Linked DNA regions of Zea mays: region 2 is linked to region 1. The links are chromatin contacts, called in public Hi-C maps. All regions are on one chromosome and are shown on one strand. The core of a region is the stretch at or near the end of the contact, and the rest is flanking DNA. Distances in the headings are between cores, read along the strand shown. Region 1 holds the start of LOC100193237. Region 2 holds the start of LOC606406 (glycosyltransferase).

Region 1 (7,255 bases), core at 3,480-5,979:
CTACACCCTCTACGCCACCTGCGAAGGCCCTGACGTTGCGGGAGCCTCCGCCGTTGGCTCCGCCGTCGCCTCCGCTGTTGTTTCCGCCACCACCGCCGTGGGATCTTCAGCACTCGGCGCAGCAGCTGCGGGGGCATCAGGCGCGCCTTCGGCCACCTTTGGGCGCGGGTCCTCGCCGGCCGCAGCGGATGCAGGGGCATCCGGTGCGTCTTCCGCAGTCTCCGGGGTTGGCTCCAGGGCGACCCCAGACACGGCCTCCGCCGGGGTCGGCTCCGGGTCAGGCAGTGCGCTGTTCAACGCCCCGAAGTCGTCCACCCGCTCTCCACGCGCCGCCTAAGACAAAACACACAAAATTCAACAAACACACGCACAGCCCACATCCAACAAACGCCAAACAAGCGAAAACGTTACCTGAGCCCTCGCCGTCTCGGCCCGCTCTCTGACCACCTGGCGACCGTGCGGACCCCACATCCGGTCGTAGATGGCCCCGGCGGAGTCCTTCACTACGGGGTCTTCAACCTTATAGATATCTCGTTCAAAATCTTCATCGGCCTAGTCGAAGACCTCGAAGTGCCGGCACCCTTCGCGGGAGAGCGCGTTCATCGCCCCCTCGCAGGTGACCAGGGAGGCGTACGACATAAACCCCTCCACGACAGTGGGGAGTGCCTACAGCTCCTCCTGCACCCATTCCAGACAGCGAAGTCCGGGCTCTCGGTCCGGCACTTCGAAGTCACCGGTCTGCGCACCCAGCTCACGATATGTATCCATAAGCTGAGTGCGCGTCCGTTCGGCTTCCGCGCGCGCCGCGGCCTCGGCCCGCTCCACGCGGCTCTCTAGGGCGATGAGCCGCTCCTGCAGCTGCTCGGCGCGCTCCCTGGCAAGATTGCCCTCCGCCCGTGCTAGGTTGGCCTCCGCCTGCGCAGCCTGCGCCTTGGCGAGGGCCTCATTGGTCTCCCTCCTCTCCCCCACCAATTGGCGCCGGAGGTCAGCCTTCTCTCCCTCCAGCGCGGCCACCTTGTCCGCCAGCTTGCGGCACTTGCTGTCGGCGGCCGATTTCTCTCGGACGGCGTCAGCATGTTGTGTCCGAAGTCTCTCGACTTCGGCAGACACAACTGCCGTGAGGGCCCCCGACGCCGTGTGGTTGGCGAAGTCAGCCACCTGCACAACATACATAAGACCGCGGGCAAAAAAAAGTGAAGTAGATATAAAAAAGGCATCCTTCAGCGGACCTGACTTAGCGACTCCACCACCTCCTTCAGCCGGCGGGACGCAGCGCCCGCCTCATCCCTGACGGCCGCGAGGGCCGCCACCTCACCTCCGGCGCTAAGAGCCCCGCCCCTCGCCTTCGGCGCGACGGCAGCCGTCGTTGTCGCCGCGACAGGCGCAACTATAGCAAGTTGGCCTTCGTCCGACCCTGCGACGTATCGACGAATAAATAATCATAATAATAAAAAAAAGAAAAGAGGAGCCAACGACTTACCACCAAGATAGTCCTCCACACTAATATCGGTGGCGAAGTCGGCGATACGCTTGCTTGTCGACGGCAGCGCTCGGGCCGCCTTCGCGACCTCCGGCACTGCCTTCGTCGATTTTAAGACCCCGACGCCTGCCGTCGCCTCCGGCGCTTTGCTAGACGTAGGGGCGCCCGACTTCACCGCCAGCGGCGGCTTGCCTCCACCGGGGGCCGCAGCCTTCGCAGACCCCCGCTGTCTCTTCGGCCTAGCTTCAACGAGCCTGACAACCGCCTGGCGCTTTTGTGCTGCTCCCTGGCGGTCCTTGTCCATCACTGCCGACACAACAACAGCAATATTCCGCCCGTAAGGAAAAACTCTTCATTCACGAACCATGCGAGATGTAAAAAGGTCCTCGCCAGCCGCGCGGGGGATAGGAACATTCCTAGGCCAGCAACCCCCGGTAACCCTCAGCATCCGAGCCGAAGACTCCTGGAGCTCGGGCGAAGACATCCTTCCCCCCGGGGCCGCGCACGTCCTCATCAACTCTCTAGCAAAACTATCAGAAACCCCAAGTCCTCCCATAGCAGTACCTAATTTTCTCTTTTTAGAGGATGGGGCGGCCGCCGGCGCAGGGTCGTCTCCAGCCTCCACCACCGGTTTCTTCCCACGGCGGTCCACGTCGTCTTGACCAGGATAGCCGTCATACGGCAATTGATTTAATTCAAAAACCCTGTTCAAACGGTCATTCGACCCGCGGATATCAAAGCTGCGCTGGCCCTCTGTCCTCGGCACGTAACGTCCAACGAGCCGCACCGCCCCATCCTCCGCCTCACGCACAAAGGCAGCCGGGTCGCGGTTTCGCAGATTCAGTGCGAAGGCAGGATTTCGCACCACCCTTCCACCGTGAAAAGGCATCTGGCGAGGGCATACTTCGCCCAACGCCCAGCCATGCGCCAAGGGCTATACCCCGTACGCGACAAACTCTTCAACCAAATCACGCCCACTGCTCAGGCTGGCAGCGCACCGAAGGGCCCCTTCGTCCACGTCCTCCTCTGCCACTTCAAAGGGCGGGTACGCTGAGTAATAATGAGAACACATCTCGGACACGGGGAGTCCCTCATGGCCTTCGACGGTACCCTCAGCAACGTAAAACCAAAATTCATTCCAGTTGCCCCACTTGTTGCGGGCGCAAGGAACCAACTCGACTACCTGCATCGTGGTCTTGCCGGTCTTCGGCGTGAATGTGCAGGACCCAAACTGAGCGACTTCGTCCCCAATCATCCTCTTCTGCCAGTGCAAACAATAATACTTCGCAAAAACTTCAACCGATGGCTGTCCGCCGTACGAAGTCGTCGCCCAGACATACTTCGACAGAGCCACCACGGCATTTGGTGTCAGCTGATGTATTTGAACGTTGAACCTGCGCAGGACTTCGCCAACAAACCGGTGCGCAGGCAAGCGGAGACCGGCGGCAAAGAACGCCTCGAAAACAACCAACTCACCCTCCGGCTCGGGGACTTCCTCCGTCCCCGGGGCACGAGCGACTCCGCCGCCGAAGTAACCCAACCGCTGCATATCTTGCACGCGGACCGACGACATCCGCGACACGCCAAAATCAACAGAATCGCCGGCGCGCAACTCCTCCGCCATCAAACTACTCAGCGTCTCCTCCGACGAGGCGGCGGCCGGCGGCCGGCGGCGAGGAATCGGCCGACGGCGTAGCGGCAGCGGAAGAAGAAGAGGACGGCATCGCTACGTACCGTCGGCGGCGGCGGGCGGTCTGCTTCACTCGAGCCAGATCTCCGGCGAACGAGAGCACAGCGGGCAGACGAGCAGCAAGGCGGCGGGCGGCTAGGGTTTTCACGGAGCGCGGAAAGTGAAGTTCAAAAAGCAACGACCCCCGCCCCATTTTATAGGCAGGGCGCGCCGCTTCGGGAAACCCGCAATCCAACAGTACGCCGTCAATCAACGGTCACATCAAAAACCCCCGCGGAACCACTTCGAGCGAGGGCAGCGTCTCCGCCATCTAGCGACGTCTTCGGTACCAGGTGACTTTGTCGAACTGGTCCCTCGGAGGGCAAATGTTGGGGCAAAGGCAAAGACGTCACCCTTCGCTCGAAGCCTTCGCGGCAGCTGCTGCTCTGACAGAGACAAAACAGGCAGGGACACACTTCGCTTGATCGGCACCAGACGAAGACCGGCGACGAAGTCATCCCACAGTGCGGCCTCGTCCAGCTCAGAGGCCCACGTGCGATCCGGCCCATTGTAACGGGCCCTGCGTGGCCGCCGCGTGTTACGGGCCTAATTTGTAAAGGCATCCCTGTAATTACAGTCTGTAACCCCGCTTTATGGGAATATTTGGGGATAACCTAGGTAGCTGAGGGCACATGCGTCCTTAACACAAGGCGCTGGGCGCCCAGGTACCTATAAATACCCCTGTACAGTGCCCGTGGGAGGCCAGATTAACAGAGCTATTGCCTTCTTGCACGTAACCCTGTTGTCATCACTGTTCACCCTTGTTGGCCTCCTTGCGACTGAGAGCAAGTTCCAACACTTGCTATAATCACACCAGGTCAAGAACAGGTACCATTGAAGGAGCATGAAGGATGCTACGATGAGTTTAGAGAGGTCTAGTGTAACACCTCAAATCTCCATTTTGGGATTTAAGACAATTCTCCAAAAGTATTGAATTAAAGAGATCCTGAATAAGAAATTTTTCATCTACTCTTGGAGTTGATTCCCCCAAAATGAATATGTTTCTAAATAAAAGTGTTTTCTAATAAAAGATACTTGTATAAAATCACCCTTTGTTAAACTAATAGTTTGTATATAATCTATAAAATAATTAGTTAAGCTACCTTTTAGAAAAAATTAAGAAAAATAAATTAATTATGTAATAGGAATTATTTCCTTAACACATATATTTTGGGTATATGAATTACATATTAGGAAGCATTTGTGCAATGAACAAAATAAAATGATAATTAAATAAACAAAATAATGATTTCGTTTTGCATCATGTTGGGTCTTTCTTGATTGTGCATTCTAAATGAATTGAAATTCAAAACCTCATTTGAATTTGAAAATTGAAAATTATAATAGAAAAAGAATAAGGAAACGAGAAAAACACAACCCAACCCAGTTTTCTTTTCTTTCCCCTCGGCCCAGCCGGCCTAATAACTCCTCTGCAGCTTAGCTCAGTCATGTGTGCGCCGACACCTGGGCCCCGCTATGCAGCTACACACTCACGCCTCCGTGAATGACTGGTGGGGTCGCCTCGTCAGCATCTACCTCACACCAAAACAAACTCATCCCTGAATCCCGCAAACACCATAGCAGATCTCCGTGTTGCTCGCGTCCATTGGATGCGCTCGGGTTGCTGGGGTTCGACCTCCCTATAAAGCAAGGCACCGTGATTTCCCCTAGCATCCCACCTAGCCGGGACCTGAGAACGAAGAGAGAGCGAGGAGGATCCGCCGCGAGCTCCTCTGCATCTCACCGGTAATCAGCCAATCATTGAGGCCAAGAAGGGGGGTTCGCTAGGGAGTGCACGGACACTGGATCAAGGAAGACAAACAGAAGATTCAATAATTTCTAGCCGAACTTGGGTTTCGTCACCGGTCCGTCCCGCGGCATGGCGAAATCGCCGCCGCGGCCATCTCATGTGCACACCGCTGCGCCACCCATGGAGAGCTACTAGGGATCTTTGCCATTGGTTCTGGGTCCTGCGGCTACCTTTCTGGGGTCGAATGGGACCTCGAGTGGTGGATGATTGCTCGCCGGAATCCTAGGGGTATCACCGGCCGCACCACGCCGTTGCCAGGCTTCCCCACGTCTACGCCACAGGTGAGTTTTCCGTCAAGCAATTTGCCTCAGTTCTTAGGACCTGTAGCATAGTTCGGATTGTCGTTTGGGGCTTGGGGCATCTAGACGCGTAAGTCCGGTGAGGTGCGCCACCGTAGAGGTCGGCGACGCCGCCTCAGGCCATCGGGGTCGAGGGGGATGGCTCCTGGTCGTCGACCCATAAATGGAGGGCTCGGATTAGAGCATCGCATACCCTTTCATTTAATTTAGTCGGAGCCATTGAGATCGGAATGAATGTATACGATTTGGTTAAGGCGTGAGCAACTACCAGACGTGGATCGCGGATCAGTCGGCTAGTAGTGTGCACTGGTTCAATAGATAGGCTTTTAATCTCGGTCGCAGATCATGATCCAACAACTGAGATAAATCCGTACCCCTTTACGTGGCAAACTTCATAAAAAAGCTCTTGGAAAATTCCTATATAATGGAGCGTGACGCAAAGCGGCATGACCAGGTGATCCACGTCACCTGAATTTCTATCGCCCGTCCGATTTGAAACACACGACCACATATCCTCCGTACGCAGCCACACTCCAGCCAAAACGATGGGAACTTTCCAGAAACAGATCGAAGTACTACAAGCCTGTTTGGTTTCCTACCTAAGGCGCCACAATCTGTCTAACCTTAGTCGCTCGAATTGAAGAACTAAGGTTAGGCAGAAAAGGTTAGGCATGCTGTGGCGTCTTAGGTAGCAAACCAAACAACCCCTACATCTTCCTCTTCATTTGTTGGCATCTCACTTCACGTGCACTTCCCCGCCTCCCCTACGCCATCTTCGCACCATGCCTCCTGCCTCTCGCGCCCGCACAACGAGCCTCGAGGTCTCTCCGTCGCCATCCCCGTCCTAGGCCCCACTTTCTCGGCGGCGTTGCGATTCCACCAGACGTTAGGGCGAGGTGGCGCGGTTCGTGTGACAACGGGGCTCACCGCTTGCGGCCTCGTGGGTGCTCGGCGATGCGCCAATGTGCCATGACGACCGGTCGGCTGGAGCACGGGGCCGTGGGACGCTGGGCGGCTGCCGTATGAGTGCTAGGGTGTCGGCTGGGTCTAGGAGCTGGCCGGTGGGCGGCTGCGGCTCAGCCATTGAGGTGAAGATATTGTCTTCCATATTAAATTCAAATCCGATTTCGCAAGCAACCATCCCTATACCTCATCATGTTAAACTTCGATTCCACATCAGATTCAATTATCCCTACGGCCTACATGGGGCTATATCCATTCAGAATGTCTGTCGCAACCGTCCCTACACCTCTTTATTATTTACTTTAGGGATGAGTTTGCTAGCCGCATAGACTTTCCATATTGAATATGCCTATTTTTCTTTTGCTTCTTATTAGTTCGGAGACTACAGTCCTGTTGATCCTCTTGCTAAAAAAAATAGCTCATCTTAGGCTATGCGTAATAAGGATTAATGGGTTATAACGACTAATTAACCGCTATTAGCTCTTAGAGCAGCTCCAACAGACAGGTTAAAAATCATTCGCTCGGCAAAAAAAACATAAATCCCGTGGAAACCGAATCCAACAGCTCTTCTTCAACCTCGCTTTCGCCATCTCGCTCGGCATCGCCCTCCGTCGCTAGCCAATATTGCCGAGCTGCTGTGTCTCGCCAAATCGCAATATCCCGCCCCCGCGCTCTCCCAGCGATTCCGTTCCCGCGCCCTCTCGCACGATCTCCCGCCCTCCCGCCCTCTCTGTACCGCCCCCGCGCTCTCCCAGACTGGCCAGCCATCCCGTTCTCGCGCCCTCCCGCCCTCCCTGTACCGCCGCCGCGCTTTCCCGCCCATGCGCACTGCAGCTGTCCGCGACCTGTAGCTCCCCCGCGCTTTGCCGCCCATGCGCGCTGCACCCATCCGCGATAGTGCAGGTCGCGCCGCCGCTATCTTCAATTGACCAGTCGATGCCATGTTCCGGCCACCGCGGCCTCGTGCAATGGAG
Region 2 (7,255 bases), core at 1,469-3,968, 240 kb after region 1:
ACCTGGTCTAGTGCCTTCCACATCAGCTAGTCATTGAAGTCTAACAGATTCCTAACAACACCCAGACCCATCCTATGAGTCACATGTGTACACCGGATAGTTCGGTGTCTGCCACGTCACATAGCTGTTGGGGCTAGCCGTTGCCGACCATTGGAGCACTGTGCACCCATCCTTTGTGCCACATGCTTTTGGGTGCATGGTGCACCCTCTCTGCATGATGAGTCTGGTGACTTGTCTAGTGCTCACCATACCTGGTCCGGTGCACATAGGTTTTCAACCCAATCTTCAGTTTAGCCAGCACTCTGGACTGGTCTGGTGCACATTTGTGCAACTTGAATTTCTTGTTTCTTCGAGTTTTATTTCTTAGGTTTTTCTTGTCTTATGTCTTGTGCTCTTTCATGATGTTGGTAAGTCCTCAATTAGTTTTAATGTCTTCTTTAAGGTGTTGCTTTCCTCATTTGTCTCAGTCTAAGTCCACTCGACATCCTTTGAGCTATAAACATAAACACAAGCAAACACATTATTCCAAAAGGCTATGCTGACCATCAAACTTTAAAATCACTAAACAAATGGGTTGAGGTCCACATGTACCATTTACAAAATGTTATTTGAAATAGGAGATAAGTTAGGCTGCTGGAGATAACCTTAGTTATAAAAAGATAAAGAAAAGTTAGATGTAGAAAAAGGATGCAAGTCATATGGAGAAATATGAGTAAAATATAGTATTAGTCCTCGAACTTGGCACACTGTGTTACGTGGGTTGGATCCTTTAACTAAAAAAACCAAGAAAACGAGTCTTATAACTGGATCAACCCGTGCAAAACCGTCCAAAAAGGGGTTTGCTAAAACAGAATGCCGACATGACATGCTACGTTGGAGCTTACTAATGAATGTTCGGAGATCCAAGTGACACAACATGCTAAGTTTGAGGACCCAGATGACTACAACGTACGTCGGCATCTGGTTTGAGCAAATCTTGTTTTGGGCAGTTTTGGATGGCTCACCAAGTTTCAATATTCGTTTACCTGGTTTTGAGAGTTTGAAGACCCAAGTGATACAACACGGCAAATTCGAAAACCACAGATGCATTTTACTTGAGAAATATCTTATGGCCCTCTATCAATTGCTCCTTGAGGCTCATGCTCATTTCTACCATTCCACGACAATGTAGTTCTGTTAATTGTGTTTCCACTCGTACTGCTTAGTTGCTCGTACATTGCTACGATTTTTATATATCATATATGTAGACCTTGCTTAAATGAGATATTTATTCAAACATGATTATATTTTTTATTTTCAAATTATTAGTATATGTGTATAGTTACAATACCTCTCCTTTATATAACACAAACAAGCATGAGTTGCAGGGGTAGAAGCCAAATGCTTTATATTACACGAGCAAGGTTCAAATCCTCCACATGCAGAACCTATTTTACGCGATAGGGAAAATTTATTTGCTCCCCTCGCTAGGAGGCGACACAATATAGTAGAGATATGCGAAAGCCATTTTTACAAACAACAATGCATCATTTCAATAATCTGGCCATCGGTATATCGCGCTAGAGGTTTCTAACATTTTTTTGTTTAAGGTGTTTATTTTCATAAAGACTAATATTACAAACATTCATATTTAAAATACACCCACCATTCCAAAATATAGTCTTTTTTAGCCCTCATTTTTTCCTGTCCACATTGAAATAATTAATAATAAATATAAATATGCATACACACTACATTCATCTGTTAATTGTATTTTAGAAATGAGCGAGTATTATTAATTTTTTGGATATTCTAATTTGTATTATCGTGGTATTACTTTTCCTTAGTGCAACGCAAAGACATTTAGCTACTATAAAAAGAAACGGTAAGAATATTTTCTCAGTCTTAAAATAACTATCATTGTCGTTTTCTGAGGTGACTGCTATTTTTAACGTTAACCAAAGATATAAAAGATGTTAATATTTATAGCACATGATTAATATCATTAAATATATTATCATATCCATTTTTACAATAAATTTATTTAAAAATATAAAATACTCCTAATATTTTCGACAAAATTAGTTATAAAGTTTGATCGGTACGGTACACAAAGCGATATGAGCGGATGGAGTTCTCTTAAGGAAAGAGATGGCTATTGCGTCTCATATTTAATTGCATCAAGTTGTATTAGTACTATATAATACTAGCTAGAATCTATTCTTAATCACGTTTACCTCAACTAATATTTATTTCCGTGCTTTTCATTCCATAGCTGTCTAGGCTAGCTGACATCAGCTGCTATGCTCTGTTGCATCACTTTTCCATGTGCTTTTCCTGTTTGTCGCACTGGCCTTCCCCCGTGGGCCGTGGGATTGATAGATCTTTTAAAATACGGAGCGGCGTGTCGCAGTGCCGCGCGGACTTGTTCCAACGATGCGAGAGACTAATCAAAAGCCAACGTGAGAGTGAGATCGGAGGAAGGAAACACCTTCGAAAGCAGAGGCGATCAAGTCACTCGGTCGCCAGCCTAGCAGCCAGCTACCGCATCTCCGGGCGTTGCACTTGCACAGGGCGGCCTCCATAGTTCCATACTACGAACATGCCCAACTGTCCGCTGGGTCTGGGTCAGACAGAATCTGCCACCCACCCCACCTCCTAGTCTCCCGCCGCGGCCCTCTGGTCAGAGGCCCACATAGATAGAGGGGAACCAGCACACGCAGACGCAGGAAGCCAAGTCGCCTGACTTGCGTCTTCTTGCTTCCTCCTGTGCCGTGTTTCATTTCTTTGACACAACGACGTCCGGGCAGCCGCCTCCTGTCGCCAGTTCGCCACTCTCTGGTTGCTGCACGCCTCTAGTCGGCGGGGCCAAGAGGTGGAAAAGGGCAGGATGAAGTCCGGCGAGCGGCCGAAGCAGATGCGGGGCGTCCGGCAGGAATCTCGGCGGTTCCGGCTTCTGGTCATCGTCGCCGGCTTCTTCCTCGTCTCCCTGACCTTCGTCGTCATCTCCAAGCCCGATTCCATCCTGTCCAGCCGTAAGTAAAAGAATTCAGCGAATCGGAACTCGATTGCTCTCACCTTTGCCTCCCTTCGAGCGCGACTACCTTTCAATCAATTTCGTTAACTAACCGAACTTCGTGTTCGCCTCTCTTTTTTTTCAGTGAACGGCAAGCTGCCGGTGGACCAGGCGCCGACGTCCATCCTGATCCAGCAGAAGGTTAACTCGCCCCCCGCCACCGCACTTGAGACCTCCACCGACGCACTGCGTGAGCAATCCCCCCCCGTCGAATTTCTGGAGACCTCATTTTATCTTTGGGGAAAAAATTACTGAACTTTGGGTGTTTCTTCCTGCGCAGGTGGAGACCCTAGAGTGGTCGATGACGAAGCCGATCCAAGACCACAGGGTGAATTTCTTTTCTTTTTTTGTTTATTGATTAATCTTATCTGAAAGGTGTTCTTTCTCGCTCAATTTTACTTGTTTACGCCGCTGTTCGACTGACGTATGCGCTACTGCTGCTGCCTTCAATCCCCTCTCGCTGCAGGGTTCAAGGGCGAGGAGGAAGAGAGCCGGGTACTGAGCGAGCCGGACGCGACCAGCGGGATGACGGAGCTGACCCCCGACAAGGACGGCAGCGGCCGTAAATCCAACGAGGAGGTGCTAGGTGAGGCGTCGCAGTTGAGCCGCTCATGATGAACTTGTCCGGACCGGACACCCGATTCCAAATCCGTTCGTTTCCGTTTCCGTTTTCGTTTCCGTTTCCGTTTTTGTTTCGTTACAGTCGGTGGGCGTTCGCAGTCGCAGATCCATGATTTGAGAGGCTCCACCCTGTTCGCTTTTTCTCACTCGATTTTGCCCTGGATTGTTCACGTCCAGGCGGCGGAGGTGACGGCGAGGGGAAAAGTAAGGAGGACCGCGGCCACGGGCCGGAGAAGCATAAAGTGACGCTCCCAACCGTTTCCAACTACACTATTCATGACACCGAGGACACCCAAAATGCCAAGCAAGACGGTGTGTACCCCATTCTTATCTTTATTTATGCTTCGCGTACTGCTTCTTCTACATGAAAGACCTCGATTTGCCAAATTACAAACATTAGTGTTTGTGAGTTAGCCTTTTGCCAATTGTGTCTAAAGTGGAACTTTATGACTTCACTAGGTCTAAACATGAGCTCATTTCACCTTGTGACACTTAAGTAACCTTCTTGAACCTTTAGTTCCTCTCTTTATAATATGGATAGCTATATTAAAGTTGATAAAATATTCTATTATGTCTTGCGATAGAATAAAATGTCCTAGCTTAGATTTTTATCTTTTATTCTCATTCCATCTCGATCCTAACCCAATCAACCAAACATCATCTCTTCTCAGCCTGACTAATCACATGCAACCAACCAAACTTAATGAATTGCATGTACACAACTTGTCTCAAGTGAGCCTGTTTCATTGGATATGAGCCATGCTAGATCATGCAGGCAACGAATCAGGCCCTTGGTTGTTCTTAATGGGATATGGTGGTGCGGATATCATTCCTTTGATGTGCCACGAGATCAAGTTGTCCGGAGGTTTAAGCATTTGTCTTGGCCAGAGCCAGGACATGCTCTCAGGGCATGGGTCCTGGGAGTGGTGGGCACACTAGATGGGTCCATAGTAATTTCTTATATCAGGATCCTTAAATGCGTTTTTGTAGCATCTAGGTGTATGGTCTTCATCGGTGCTGATAAACTCATATTCTTGTGCTTAAGATTATGTTTGGATCCGATGGTCTAAAGTTTAGCTATTAAACTTTAGATCACTTTAGCTCTTTAGTCTCTAAATAGGAGGTGTGAAGTGCCGACTGACAGTTTCACCAAACTTTAAGCCTTTGTCCAAAGTTTTAGTCATCCACTTTAGCTAACTAAAGTTTAGATCGGAGAATCGATACAAATCTTAATTTAGACAGCGTAGTACAATTTTTTTATTAAAACCTCTAGTCTTTTTTTCCTTGGGATCTACCTAAACTGTATCGTTCTCCATTGCGATGGTCCAGCTATTTCTGCCTAATATTTTGATTAAACATAGCTTGCTGTATTGTTCTCCATTGCGATGGTCTAGGTGTCAAGCTATTTTTATTAAACATAGTTTGGGAGCAAGGATAACAGAGAGAATCGGAGGGGCTAAAATCCTCTTGTTATTCATCCTCTTCCTATTCAAAATTAAATAGCAAGAGAAATTTAGCACCTCCGGTATCATGGCTCCCAAACTAGCCCTAAAGTGTCTCGTTCTCACTTGCGATGGTCCAGCTATTTCTGCCAAATATTTTGATTAAAGATAGCGTGTTGTTGACATAGAAGTACCTTCCACTTTGCAGATACAAGTAATGACCAGCAGGGGAGCAAGCCCCTGTGCGACTTCTCAAATTTCAGAGCAAACGTGTGCGAGATGCGTGGTGACGTTAGAGTTCACCCAAATGCTGCATCAATCATGTTCATGGAGCCTGGGCATTCGCAGAGAGATGAGCTGTGGAAAATCAAGCCGTACCCTCGGAAAGGGGACGAGTTCTGCCTTAGCCATATCACGGAGCTGACGGTGAAATCAAGCAAAGTGGCCCCCGAGTGCAGCAAGTACCATGACGTGCCTGCTGTGATCTTTTCCCTGACAGGCTACACTGGAAATCTGTTCCACGACTTCACTGACGTGATGGTCCCTCTTTTCACGACAGCAAGCGAGTTCAACGGAGAAGTCCAGTTCCTTATAACGGACATGGCGCTCTGGTGGACAATCAAGTACCATACCGTTCTTGAGAAACTGTCCAAGTACCCTGTGATCGATTTCAGCAAGGACGGCGAGGTGCACTGCTTCAAGCATGTCATCGTCGGCCTGCATGCCTACATGGAGTTCACGATAGACTCGTCCAAGGCTCCGCACAACTACTCGATGGTTGACTTTAACAGATTCATGCGCGGCGCTTACTCGCTGGGCAGGGACAGTGTCACCGTGCTGGGAGAGTACCCTAAGGTGAAGCCTAGGCTGCTCATCATCAAGAGGCACCGCACAAGGATGTTCCTCAACCTGGACGAGATCATTGCAATGGCTGAGGAGCTCGGCTTTGAGGTGGTCATCGACGAGGCCAACGTGAGCTCTGATATCTCCAAGTTCGCGGCGCTGGTGAACACGGTGGACGTTATGATGGGCGTCCATGGAGCTGGGCTCACAAACTGCGTGTTCTTGCCGCAGAACGCCACGCTGATCCAGATTGTGCCGTGGGGAGGGTTGGAATGGGTGTCCCGCACCGACTTCGGCAACCCCGCGGAGCTGATGGGGCTGCACTACAAGCAGTACAGCATCGGCGTGCACGAGAGCAGCCTCACGGAGCAGTACCCGAGCGACCATGAGATCTTCAAGAACCCCATTTCTTTCCACAAGAAAGGGTTTGACTTCATCAGGCAGACCTTCATGGACAAGCAGAACGTGAAGCTGGACTGCAAGAGGTTCAGGCCTATTCTGTTGGAGGCACTGGACAACCTCAACGCGTAAGACCGTAAAAGCTTGTGCTTGTGCTCAATTGGTACTGGGCATGGCAATAGAGATTCCTTCCTGTATACAATTCCTTCTTTTTTTTTTACAATTCGTTCCTTTTAGTAAAATCTATTGTTCGTTCTGTCCCTCCCTGAGAAGGTTCGCATTGTGGAAAATTTAGGAGAAATTGGCTTATAAAAGTTGTTGTATACACACTGTATAAATTGCTGCCACTGCATAGCTTTCGTTCTAATCAATCATACATAGCTCCCGTTCCAGGAAAAAAAATAGTATAAATTCTTCCGGAAATCCACTCTTGTTGCCAGGTGGCAGCCGCAGTGCCATGTGCGACATGTCTTCTTTCATCCTGCAACACTACAGTATTTTGGGCTGGTACCAGCAAAGCGATGTGCTGAGGCGCATGCAGTTTATTAGTTAACTACCCTGGCTCCCACATGGTCAGCATGTAAGTACACCAGGTCTATGATAACAATAAGATTTTTAGGAAACATGTGATTATATATGCTTTAAGCATGTGATGGTACAGGGGACAAGCTAGTTCAACTACCAAACTTTGGCATCCCCCTCACGGCAAATCGCGACTTCTTTTAGTTAGACACGGCCGGTCTATGTGGGGAGTGTGGTCCAACCACGAACGAAGTCTACAAGCTTGTGATATGCCTCTCGAGAGTCATATTCACAAATTTTACACATTATTGGTCCTCGACTCCAAACCGTGCTGTCTTTTTTCTAGGGCTCTTTTGAAGGATTATTTTATGAA

The links. Hi-C and Micro-C count contacts between places; a contact is called where the count stands out from the background.
Region 2: a contact with region 1 is called in a Hi-C map of endosperm, with 5 times the contacts expected there. The contact joins the promoter of LOC606406 here to the promoter of LOC100193237 in region 1. A contact is called at or near these places in 2 of 25 Hi-C or Micro-C datasets (endosperm and leaf).

The regions. Positions count from the first base shown.
Region 1 is chr9:55,013,705-55,020,959 of Zm-B73-REFERENCE-NAM-5.0, forward strand. It overlaps LOC100193237, which reads left to right and starts at 4,730. Exons shown (of 3, transcript NM_001138387.2): 1 at 4,730-5,300.
Region 2 is chr9:55,251,057-55,258,311 of Zm-B73-REFERENCE-NAM-5.0, forward strand. It overlaps LOC606406 (glycosyltransferase), which reads left to right and starts at 2,719. Exons shown (of 6, transcript NM_001112281.1): 1 at 2,719-3,014; 2 at 3,141-3,245; 3 at 3,336-3,383; 4 at 3,522-3,641; 5 at 3,854-3,988; 6 at 5,327-6,694. The coding sequence starts at 2,870. The coding sequence ends at 6,492.